2 separate regions of the Mus musculus genome follow, and region 1 is linked to region 2. The links are chromatin contacts, called in public ChIA-PET maps. All regions are on one chromosome and are shown on one strand. Each heading gives the region's core, a stretch centred on a gene start, on an enhancer-like site or on the middle of the called end of the contact. The rest is flanking DNA. Distances are from core to core; before and after follow the strand shown.

Evidence for each region. ChIA-PET counts read pairs in DNA pulled down with a chosen protein or histone mark.
Region 1: an RNA polymerase II ChIA-PET map of memory CD8 T cells shows a contact between it and region 2, with 7 read pairs. The contact joins two enhancer-like sites. A contact is called at or near these places in 2 of 115 datasets of contacts at active chromatin or transcription factors (kidney and memory CD8 T cells).

What each region holds. Positions count from the first base shown.
Region 1 is chr16:94,219,049-94,225,096 of GRCm38.p6, forward strand. All of the region lies in intron 6 of Hlcs (holocarboxylase synthetase (biotin- [propriony-Coenzyme A-carboxylase (ATP-hydrolysing)] ligase)), which reads right to left. Among named protein-coding and RNA genes, the nearest start is that of Hlcs, 68 kb to the right of the region's middle. Within about 2 kb of position 3,848, at least 99 of the 459 cell types and tissues checked have an H3K27ac peak or open chromatin away from gene starts, as enhancers often do. A contact at or near this core is called in memory CD8 T cells, where this site is marked.
Region 2 is chr16:93,815,245-93,821,382 of GRCm38.p6, forward strand. The region is part of intron 1 of Gm30881 (a long non-coding RNA gene); the gene reads right to left. Among named protein-coding and RNA genes, the nearest start is that of Morc3, 14 kb to the right of the region's middle. Within about 2 kb of position 1,302, at least 237 of the 459 cell types and tissues checked have an H3K27ac peak or open chromatin away from gene starts, as enhancers often do. A contact at or near this core is called in memory CD8 T cells, where this site is marked.

The sequences.
Region 1 (6,048 bases), core at 2,598-5,097, 410 kb after region 2:
TCTGGAAACCCAACCTGGGTCCTCGGAAGGAGCAGCCAGTGCCTTTAACTGCTGAGCATCTCCAGCCCCTCAGCTTGGTTTTGCCCTGAATCTTTCACCTTCATGGCTACCCTAGGGATTACAGCCTCCATTCCAAATTCATACCTTCTTTTAGCAATGTGCTATGCAGCAATGGCTGACTGCACCCATCATTGTCCAGGAGGCCAGAGCTGACATAAGGCACCATGTCTACATGCGGACCGCCCGAGATGGCAGCTGAAACTCTGTGGATTAGGTACGTTCCTCGCTGCTGTAACTAGGGTTAGCTGCAAACTCAGTTAAAGAAAGAAGGGTTGGTTTTGGCCACAGCTTGGGGTTCAGTCCCACAAGGTGGTGGGGGAGGGGCATGACAGCAGGAGTGTGAGGCAGCTGATCACACGGTGTCAGGAGTAAGCAGAGTGGGATGAAGTGGGTACAAGCTATCTAACCTCAAGGCCCGTCCCTAGCGACCCACCCTTCCAACTAGCCCTCCTGAGGGTTCTAACACCCAGTGCAGAGCACGCCAGCACCCAGGCCCGAGTGTCCACACGGCACGCATGCGTCCTCTGCACTCCCGGGAGCTTGCTCTCTCCTGTCCTTCCATGGTCAGCTGTTCATCTGAAAACATTGGCCTTTGCTGCACAAGCGTGTTGTTCTATGTACCAGTCCGGATCGACAGCTTTATTTTCTTTGAGCCCTTTAAAAACATAGTTCTGGGGGTAGAGGGGCTGGAGAGATGGCTCAGAGGGTAAGAGCACTGACTGCACTTCCGAAGGTCCTGAGTTCAAATCCCAGCAACCACATGGTGGCTCACAACCACCCATAATGAGATCTTGCGCCCTCTTCTAGTGTGCCTGAAGATAGCTACAGTGTACTTATGTATAATAATAAATAAATCTTTAAAAAATAATAAAACATAGTTCTGACTCTGTAAATACAGTCTTCTGGACTGTGTGGCTTCTGAGAAGGCCACTCCACTCTTGTGAACGTGCAGCACCAGTTCCTTGGACTGACTGACATATTCCTTCGTCATCTGGGGCTTTGGCACCGAGTACAGGGGATCTAGGTGCATTTCACTGTATTTATTTTGCTTCGGTTTGCAAATGTCTTGAACTTGTAAATTTATGTCTTTTGTTAAACTGGGGGAACATCTGGCTGTTATTTCTTCAAATATTTTTTCTCTCTCTTGTCCTCCTGGACCTCTGATTATACATGTACTAGACATTTTCATACTGCCCCATAGGTCTCTGGCACTGTTTATTTTTTAAAATCTAATCATTATTACAGTTTTGTTTTCAAGTTCACAAAACATTAGACCTCGAGACCTACATAATTGCATTCACTGTGGCTGACCTCTGAAGGGTTACCATGAACGAGACAGAAGGTAAAGAGAGAGGCAGCCTCGGCTCTCACAGGAAGTTTGTATTAACTAGAAATGTCCTGTACCAGCTGCTACTTAAGGACACAGAGAGAGAGCTGCTAGTCAGGACCGGGGCTGTCACCTAAGACAAGGCCCTGGGTGTGGCCACCGTCACCTAATGTAGGTCTCAGAAAAGGCTCATCCGTGTTGCTATCTGCATCCACAGACAATGGCACAGAGGAACAAGCAGCCCATTCCACTAGTAGGACGGGGAGGCTTAGAAAACAAACTATATGGGACAAGAAAGTCCATAACGGCAATCAACAGTAGTCAAACCAACAGAGACACAGCCAAGCACTTGGGACAGGGAGGACTAAGTGTTTTTTCTATTTAGAGTCACAGTCAGATTTCCACTGTGGAATGAGGTGAGTCTATAATTTCCATTCAGAGAGATGGAGCTGGCATGAGGTCAGTAACTGTTAACTGAGCCTGTGACAGGAGAGACTCGTTGTGGCTGTTCAGACGCAATGGGGCACAGGCGGACTGCAGTGGGTGGCTGGCCTTTCAGATCTAAGAGAAAATGGGTCTGGAAAACACTGTCCACCTGATGCGGGGCATGGGAGATGCCCTCACTTCCACAAATGCCCCTAAGGTTGGCAGCCACCGGTGAAAGGAGGAAAAAAGGGCCCAAAATAAGGGCTGTGCAAGCATTCTACGGGCCTCCCGCAGGAGTGCAGGTTCTCGCCTGAGATTCACAGTCGCGGATCACAACACCCAAGCATCTTGGATCTCCTCTACAGATATCGAGGAAAGCTAAAAGTCAGATTATATCTTGTTTGGTTCGTTTGAGATGACAAAGCTCCATGGATTGTTTTCAAAAGTGGAGAGGACACTAAACGAAGGAGAGAGGATTAAAAGCTCCAGAAAAGGGAGAAGGCAGAACTTGCATAAGCTTCTACCTCGCACTCTGCACCTCGTTCCAAGCATAAGGACCCTCCCTCATGGGGCCAGGCAGAGCCTAGGTGTTACCTGCTGACCAGCCAAACAAGCTTGGAAGGAACTCTAAGGTCTAAAATGTTAGTAAGACCTCACCTGAGACAGCGTCCTCCCCCTCTGCTGAACTTTCCCCTCCCTCCACCGTCCTGGGCCTCTCAAGCCTCCAGATGGCTCTGTGGGCCGGGGCGGCTCCCAGGGCAGCTGAGTTCTTACTGCAGTGCCACCAACTCCTCTGCAGTCCATGGAGTTACTGACTTAAACAGCCAACCAGTTATTTAACCAGTATTCAGACAGGGCTTCACATATTCCAAGCTGGTCTTGGAATCTACTACACACTTGAAGACAGCCTTGGGTTCCCAATCTTCCAGCCTCTGCCTCCCAAAAGCTGAGATGGCAGGTGGGTACTACCACACTGGGCCATCCCAGCTCCCCCAAAGTCTGGCTGTTTGGCTTGGAAGTGACCCCAGGACACAGTTCCTTCCAGGGGAAGCATTTAAACATTCACCCAGACAACTGCTCCCCACTTCCACCCACGACAGTGGCTACTTAGTATGAGAGGGCCACGGGGCCCACGCAGATTTCCCTGGGTGCCAGAGGGAGTTCTGGCCATCCGTCCCTAGGGCAACCCTGGAGAAGTCGAGAACTTCGCATGACACCGTGTGCTGTGAATAAGACTCTCCCGTGGCATGGAACATCCGCAGGGAAAAGCGAGTTTACCTTCCGACTGAACAGCACCTCCAGGAGGCATAAAGGGCTTAAAGGAGAGAACGTGAGAGCTCAAAATAAAAGAAGTCAGCCAGCAAGGGAGTATCCCAGCCTGAAGGACTTCAGGTACCTTCCTGTCCAGCCTCCATGCAAGCCCTAAGGCTGGGAAAGCCCCTGTGGCTACTTGTATGTAGATTCCTGTATTTACCTCATTTGAGAAGGAGTTTATTACTTAAAAAAATAAGCTCCTTCCCAGCACTCGGGAGGCAGAGGCAGGCGGATTTCTGAGTTCGAGGCCAGCCTGGTCGACAAAGTGAATTCCAGGACAGCCAGGGCTACACAGAGAAACCCTGTCTCGAAAAACAAAAACAAAAAACAAAAACAAAACAAAAAACAAAAAAACAAACAAAATAAGCTCCTAACAGTGGGGGTGGGGCTGTCCCTGACTCTTTTGCCTACTTGTAGGACCCTTTTCCTCCTACTGGCTGCCTTGTCCAGCCTAGACGTAATGATATGTGCTAGGTCTTACTGTAATGACTCTGGTGGGTTGATGTCCCTGGGAGACCTGATCTTTTCTGAGGAGAGGCAGAGGTGGGGAGGAAGAGACGGGGAGGCATGGGGTGGGAGGGAGAACTGTGGTTGGGATGTGATATATGAGAAAAGAATAAAAAGAAAGAATTGCAATATTAGACATTCTTAAGCCACAGATACAGCATAGCCCTCTCACCTTACAAACAAGGAAGCTGGCCCAGACAGGCTGAGAGAGTCACTTTGCACCCCAGGCTGTTAAAAGTAGCCCAAGGTTTCCAGGCTGTTAACATGGCCACCTGCCCCACCAGGCACTTTCGGTTTTGGGTAAACGCTGCACACATACACACACATTCTCCAGCTCCAAACTGTGAAAACTCCATTACCATTCCGGTGACCTCTGGAACCCACAGGCAGGACTAGGCTCCCATCCTCTCTGGACTCTTCCTGCTCCCCATGCCCTTCCCACGGCCTAGGAGAAGCTCCTCTACCAGCCACTGACCTCACCCTTCTCCTTGCTAATTTGAATACTCTTCGGGGAGTGTTAGCATTTTGTCTAAACTGAAAATGATGAATGACTTCTTGTGCAACGCAGAAAGTATGTGGCTTTGGGCTCTCCAAGTGACGGAATACCCTCCATGCAGAAACAGACCTCTCTGTCCCCGAGGTGTGCCCGCGTATAAGAACCTGGTAAGGGGCAGGTGAGAACCATGAAGCTCTTGCTCCAAAACAGGTGTTTTATTTGAAAGAAAAACAAAGGTTGTAAATAAGCCTTAAAACAAACTCAGGAAAGAGGAAGTGAGGAGAGGCGACCTAACAAACAGGGGAAATAGCTGCTTCATTACCCAACACGATATTACAGTTATTTTTTCTTTACACATTTACAGGGTTTTAATACAATGCATTTGTAAACCCACCCACTGCTCAGCCTCTGTCTCCATACTACGTGGACACAGGTGAGTGAGTGGTCACACCTCCGAGAACACACTCGTGAACACGCCATTCTAAACCTGTCTAAACTGTTCCTAATTAGGACTCGTGTTAACCCCTAAACCAACGTTTGAGAAGTTTTTCTTATCACATGTGTCTGACTGCACCAGACCTGTAGACCTACTCACAGCCTCCCCTGGCTGTAGGCTCACAGCCTTCTCGGGGAGTAGTCTTAGGCTCGCCACCCAGTGATGTGTCCACCTAGGACCAGAAGTACAACCGGATCTCATGCTGGTCAGAAATCATGTTAAGCATTAAAGAAAAACTCTAAATATTCCGAGTCTTGCTTTTTCTCAGTTTCCACATCAATGGCTGGCTGTGTGTACTCTCCAAGAAAGGAATGCGATCATCTTGGTTACAGACAAACAGATTAAACGACTGCCGACCAACCTTCCACCTTCACACCACATGCCCTCCCTGCAAAGGGCCGAGCACACAGCTACCTTTCCTAGTGGCATGAACAGGCACCGACGAACCTGACATTTTCACAACTCATGGGAAGTCATGAGATCTGGCCTGGGCCCCAGTAGCCAAACATCCCTGGCTGACTTGCCAGGACATAGCCAGATGTCTAGTGAGCATATCCGGGTTGGCCCAGGTCAGGTCATGGCTCTGTTACTATGGGCTAACTTGTCTGTACCCTATAGACTCCAGATAAAACACTTCCAGCCACCAGAGGGGTTCAGGTCACTTGTAAATGGCAGCCGCCTCTATAGCTTCTTTCTCTAAGATGAGCGTGAGCTACAAGGATGAGGTTTTAACCACGTCCTCCAGATTGATTCCCTTATTGGCTGTTTCTCTTTATTAAAGATTTATTTATTCCATGTGATTACACTGTCGCAGTCTTCAGACACACCAGAAGGTGGCATCGGATCCCATTATAGATGGTTGTGAGCCACCATGTGGTTGCTGGGAATTGAACTCAGGACCTCTGGAAGAGCAGTCAGTGCTCTTAACCTCTGAGCCATCTCTCCAGCCCTTGGCTGTTTCTCTCTCTCTCTTTTTTTTTTTCTTTCTTTTTACTTCTTTCTTTGCTTCATATGAGACAGGCTAGCCTTAAACTCACCATGTAACTGTGATCCTGAACTACCTGCACTGTGGTTACAGGTGTGTGAGGCCACATCAGGTTTATACAGTTCTGATAATTAGGTACAAGCACCTCACCCCACTAACTGGTACCTGTGTCCTGCTGGAGCTCACAAGGTATTAATTGAGTGGCTGAGCTTTAAATAAAACCAAGCAAATGATTACCGAGTATACAACGCACAGAAGGAAGTAGTGTAAAGTTACCCATTTGCTAGGGGCTAACGGTCTAACACACAGCTCTTCAGCTGTGTCTGGAAACACTGAAGCCACACAAAATTTGGCAACAATAAAAGGTCTCTGAATACATGATGAACCCAAGATTAACTCAGAATCAAACACTCAGTGAGCCCAAGGTGTTTCTGTCA
Region 2 (6,138 bases), core at 52-2,551:
GCCAGATAAACACTTTCTTTCTCAACTTGCTTTTTGGTCATGACATTTCATCCTAACAATAGAAATCCTAAGTAAGACAAGCACCTTTTCTCTTCTTGATATCATATGCTATGCAATGGGGTGCAGTAAAGAAACTGCCAACATGACTGCTCCATTAGGGGAAAGGTGTGTTTTGTTTTGTGGGTTTTTTTTTGGGGGGGGGGGGGACAATCCAGAGGCATTTGGAAGTGTCTAGAGGAGAGAAAGGTGTGAGGGGCGGGGAGTGGGGAGGGGGCTGTAAGACCTCAGGGAGGACCAAGCATAGGGCTGTAAAGACAAGGGAGTGCACAGCTTGGGGAGGGCCTCTTGGGGGCGGGGGGGGGGGGGGATGGAAAGCCCATTTCACAAGTTCCAGAGAAATGCTGGCTGGCTTTTTTCTAACCACCACAAACCCTATAGTCTAGTTTGAGCTGATTTCTAAACAAATGGAGGACCTGTGACCTAACAGGTATCTAAAAGAGCTTTACCGATTTCTGCAAACACATACTACTTAATCTATATTTATTACCGGTTCCTCCTACATAAACTTATCCAAGGGGAAATTTTTTTAAAAGGCATCACAAAGAAGATGTGCATGCAGATGTTCCCTGCGGCAAAGGCCTGAAGGGTGGCGTGAGGGCTCGGGCTAACTGAGCTTGATTGGCTTTCACAGCATGCTCTGTCCTGGCAGACGTCCATACCTCAGCTTCTAGGTTTTGTTTTGTCTGTTTTGTTTTGTTTTTGGTACGGAGTCATCTATCTTCCTGCCTCCACCTTTTACATGTGATGATCACAGCTGTGTGCGATGATTCTCATGACCACTCTGTATAGGAAGGAGCTCAAACCCAGGGCTAAGCCAGCCCTCTGCCAACCCAGCCACATCTCCAGGCTCTCGGTGCCTCGGGTTGATATTTTCTTTCTTCCTAATGAACGAGTTTCAATACCCACATTGAAGCCAGTTCAATTCCTCCCAGAAGTGGTGAAATTGACCCAAAGAACCACTACACTGAGACAAGCAGTGTTTTGGCAGGGGCGGTGCTGGCCGAGGGTAACAGGCACAAATAGCAACACTCTTGGTATTCTTCTAACAGGCCAGCGTTTAGGAGACAAAGACCTTCAAGGGTGTTGGTGTGAGTGAAGGCTGTGTGTGCAGGCATGAAGAGATCCCTCCTACCGGGCCCGCCTCACTTGCAAGGTTTCGATTCTTACTGTCCTGTTAGCATTTCTAAGGCAGCAGAGCCAAGGCTCAGAGCAGAGCCAGGAACTGAAACCAAACTCTCTCAGACTTTAGAACTCTGCACTCTCAACCTCAGCTCCGAGAAAGCGGAACAGGAAAGAGGCATCCGCTACAGCTACAGCGAAAGCTGGTTTGTTCTGGTTTCTTGGGCCACACCACCCATCTCTGACTTCCTGGAAACCCGCCAAAGCTGGGGCCACAGCATAGAGGAGGAGGAAGGCACAGAAGGAAATGAAGTAGAATGGGGCCAATCCACTGAACCTGGGAGCCAGTTGCCTTCCTTGATGAGTGTCAAGGAATACCACTCAATGCCACTGGTAAAAAGCCACATATCTGCAGAGATAATATATGTTCCTAAAGACAGCTCACACATAGCAAAAACAAACGCTTGAGATGCCTTCTTAACATATCAAAGTGAACTTGGCTCCCAGGTTCTCCCAGAATCCTTTGGTCTGCATGCCCTCCCCCCTCCCCTAAACTTCTCTAGTCCAGCTGACTGGGCTGCTGCTCATCCCTAGAGAATCCAACCATCTTGGTTACTGCTCCTCTTTTGGACATCCTGGATATTACAGCCGGCTCCCTTCTCTCTCCTCTCCCTTCCTGAGTCCTCCCTCCTCTCACATGGCTCAGAATCAGGTGTCCACTCTAGGCTCTTCCGGAAGTCCCTGCCTCTGATTATGCCGTCCCTTTTATCTGTAATAAACCTTCTCCTGCCGGGCGTTGTGGAGCAGACTTTTAATCCCAGCCCTCGGAAGGCAGAGACAAGCAGATCTCTGAAAGTTTGAGAACAGCCTGGTCTACAGAGTGAGTTCTAAGACAGCCAGGGCTACACAGAGAAACCCTACCTCAGTGATAATAATAATGGATGATGATGATGATGATAAACCTCCTCCTCTACCATACATAGGAGCAATCACATTCTTTCCATTCTCGTTTCTTCTTACATCCATACTGTGCTCACTTGGGGTCAGAAGATTTGTAACCCTGAGTTTCAACCTGTTGATACTGTGTCTAAAACCTAGCTACACACTTCCAGGAGCCATGGGAACAGTTCCGTTCACAAAAGGAAAGTCAGAAGGAAATCAAGTCAACAAGCACAAAGCTTTTTCTTAAGGTTTAAGCTTTGTTTAACCTTTTTCAGATGGGTAGTAAATTATGCTCTTTAAACAATGTAACTGGCCGGGGCGTGGTGGCACATGCTTTTAATTCCAGCACTTGGGAGGCAGAGGCAGAGGCAGGTGGATTTCTGAGTTCGAGGCCAGCCTGGTCTACAAAGTGAGTTCCAGGACAGCCAGGGCTATACAGAGAAACCCTGTCTTGGCAGGGGGGGGGGGGCGGGGGGGGCACGATGACGGGGGACGACAAGGGTGGGGGGGACAATGTAACTGAGAGAGCCACAGGGTCCACAGATGCGACTCTCCCTTGAGAAGCCCATCCACCACAGTTGTATTAGACTTTCCCAGAGTGCCTCTCTTTGTATTAACCCCCGTGCTTAATCTGTGTCATAAACTGCAACTCTGCTTCATATTGCTTGTCCTAACGTTCTTCTCTACAGTGAGGGAAAAAAAAAAAAACAAAAAAACAAAAAAACAAAAAAAATCTGTAATAGGACCCAATGCCCTCTTCTAGTGTTTCTGAAGACAGCTACAGTGTACTCATACAAATAAAATAAATACATCTTAAAAAAATAAAAAGGAGTGTGTATGTTCTCTGGTGGACTTACCTCCAACATTCTGGAGGTAGCAGCAAGATTCCAGACATTGACACACCAGGACACCAGGGGGCCTTAGATGTCCTGAGAAATATTGTTCCTATGGGGTATATACCATGAGACATTCTTGAGTCCCAGGAACTTCTCTGCTCCTATAGATCCATAGGCTCCCAACGTTTCTGCCCTAAACAGGATGCTACAGAAAGTCTCCTGGATCAATCCCCTTCAGAAGTGAGCCTGTTTATGACACCTTCTGCACAGGACACCTCAGGAAGGCAGGACAAAGCCCAAATTCCTCTGGGATCTGCATGAGCTGTCATTGGAGTCCCTGGTCTCAGTGCATGATGGTCACTTCTGCTTGTCTCCGTTAGGAGATAGTTTCCCGAGTCCAACCATCTCAGGAACAAAGTCTACCTGGAAGCAGGAACGAAAAAGTGAGATCATATTTGCAGGCTCCTAACCTTCTTCTTCAGATGTTTCACATTTGTCTGTTAACCAGTGAAGGACTTGCAGAGGGAAGTTTCCCTTATCCTGCTATCTAACTCAGGCACACAAGTCGTAAATGTGCTGCCTGTCTTGATTAATTGACTGTGGGGCCGCTTGCCCACTCCTTTGTTCCTTTATTGCTACAGACTTTAGGTCAGAGTCCAGGAGGGGACCTGGATACAAACGCTGTCTGAGGACCCTGAAACCACATGATCTGGAAATGACCTAGTCACCAAAATTAACTTCCTCGTTTAACGCCTTGTGTCAAAACATGATTTGTCGATGCAACAGCCACCCTGCTCTCCCTCACTTTGTGTTCCCATCCTTTAAAAACGGTGTACAGTCTCCCACTGGGGACAGAGTCCCGCTCCTGAACTGGCTGCCTCCCTGCAGGCAGAGAGCAACGCTTCTTTTATTCCAAGCTTCTCTCTCTGAAGTGAGTTCTCTCAGCTTCCACCCCAAACCCAACCGTCGTTATTGCCGGGTGTCCTTCTGTCTCTGTATGTTTCTCTCAGTTCTGTTTGTTGAGGGAGCATAGCTAAAAATGAAGGGGAGAGAGCAATACCCAGATACTGTTGAGGTGCTGAAAGGCTTCTGGGAGGGCTTGGTGAGCCACTGTGGATATACTGAGCACCGGCTTTCTCTGGGCAAGACCCACCTTCCTGGCTCAAGACCCATAGCCTCTTGTTAGGGACCAAATCCTTTTGGCTTGGCCAGAGAAACCTAAAACCTCCACCTGTTCTCTCAGCCCTGTGGGAAGAAATTGACATCCCTCTCTGTATGGCCGTCTTAGCCCATGACCACACCCAGGGATGAGGACATAGTGCACTTGCCTTGCTGGGGGGCATGTAGTTTTATACCTTGGACTCCCTCTCCCCTCCACCACCACCTAGAAACTCCATCTTTATCTCCTTCCAGCATGCTCGTTCCTGGCTCTGACTAACTTTGTCCCCTCTGTCTTACTCCTTGCTCGGGCTCCCTGGGACAGTGCCACTCCTCCTTGCCTGGATTCTGGGGGTGCCTCCCCTGGCCCCAAGTGCAGGAGCAGCAATCTCACTCTCCTGTGTGCACAGGAAGGTGGATATAGTTCCCAGTGTTGGTATTCTGTCTAAACTCCACCGCCACCGTTCCTGGCAGCAGCCGAGTATGCTCCTCCCCAGTTACCTGGCATCAACCGGATAGTCCTGGGCCATTATAAAAGGGGCTGTTTGCCCCTCCTCTCTCCTCTCTTGTTCTTTACTCTCTTGCCTCTCACCCCTTCTCTCCCCATTCCCTTCCCCCCGCACCCCTCCACATGGTCATGGCTGGCCTCTACTTCTCTACTCTCTCCCCCTCTCTGCCTTTCTCTGCCTCTACTACCCTCTTAACTCCCTTCCCCATGCCCTAAATAAACTCTATTCTATGCATGTGGCTGGTCCCTCAGGGTGAAGGGATGTTTTGGCGTGAGCCCACTGAGGTACCCCTTCCCCCATACCTCACCACCCCCCATAGAACATATCTTAATATCTGTTTATCTTTATATAACCACAATACCCAAGATGGGGGTGGGGTTAGTCTCTTCTTCTTCAGGCCCCCCTCTTCCCTCCACACACCCAGAGTGACTTTGGCTCTGGCAGCTCCAGGAGGAATTTCCCTGGAACAGAGGCAGCCTCCATCTTCCTCTCAAGGGAGGCACCTCTGGTGGGTCCAAGGCCTGAAGGTTCCCACTCTCCACCTTTCATGGGTTATGTCTTTCTTCCAATCAATGATTCATTATTTACAGTAACTGTGACTCAGTAGAACCGTGGGTTCCCAACATTTCTCAATGCTGCGACCCTTTAATAGAGTTCCTCACGTCGTAGTGATCCCCAACCCTAAAATTATTTTGTGGCTACTTTATAACTGTAATTTTTGTTTGTTTGTTTGTTTGTTTGTTTTTGTTTTTTTTTCGAGACAGGGTTTCTCTGTATAGCCCTGGCTGTCCTGGAACGTGCTCTGTAGACCAGGCTGGCCTCGAACTCAGAAATCTGCCTGCCTCTCAAGTGCTAGGATTAAAGGCATGCACCACCACCACCCAGCATAACTGTAATTTTGCTACCGTTATAGTCACAGTGTAAATATCTGTGTTTTCTGATGATTTTAGAGGACTCTATAAAACAGCTGTTCCACTCCTAAAGGTTTGTGACCCACAGGTTGAGAACCACTGCTTGTAGAAGAAAAACAGACCAAAAGATTGACCCAAACAGTAGTGGCAACACTCAGGGAGAGCAAAAAAAGAGCTCCCAGAGAGGGGAAGCCTGAGGCATTGGGAGAGGAATAGACCAGAGAAGGACCAGTGTGCTTACTGTAAACAAAAAGAACACTGGAGCCCAGCGGTGGCATGCACATCTTTAATCCCAGCACTTGGGAGGCAGAGGCAGGCGGATTTCTGAGTTCGAGGCCAGCCTGGTCTACAGAGTGAGTTCCGGGACAGCCAGGGCTACACAGAGAAACCCTGTCTCAAAAACAAACAAACAAACAAAAAATCCCGGCACTTGGGAGGCAGAGGCAGGCAGATTTTTGAGTTCGAGGCCAGCCTGGTCTACAAAGTGAGTTCCAGGACAGCCAAGGCTATACAGAGAAACCCTGTCTCGAAAACAAAACAAAACAACAACAACAAAAAAAGAACACTGGAAAAATAATTGCCCAAATCAAAAGAGTGAAGGGC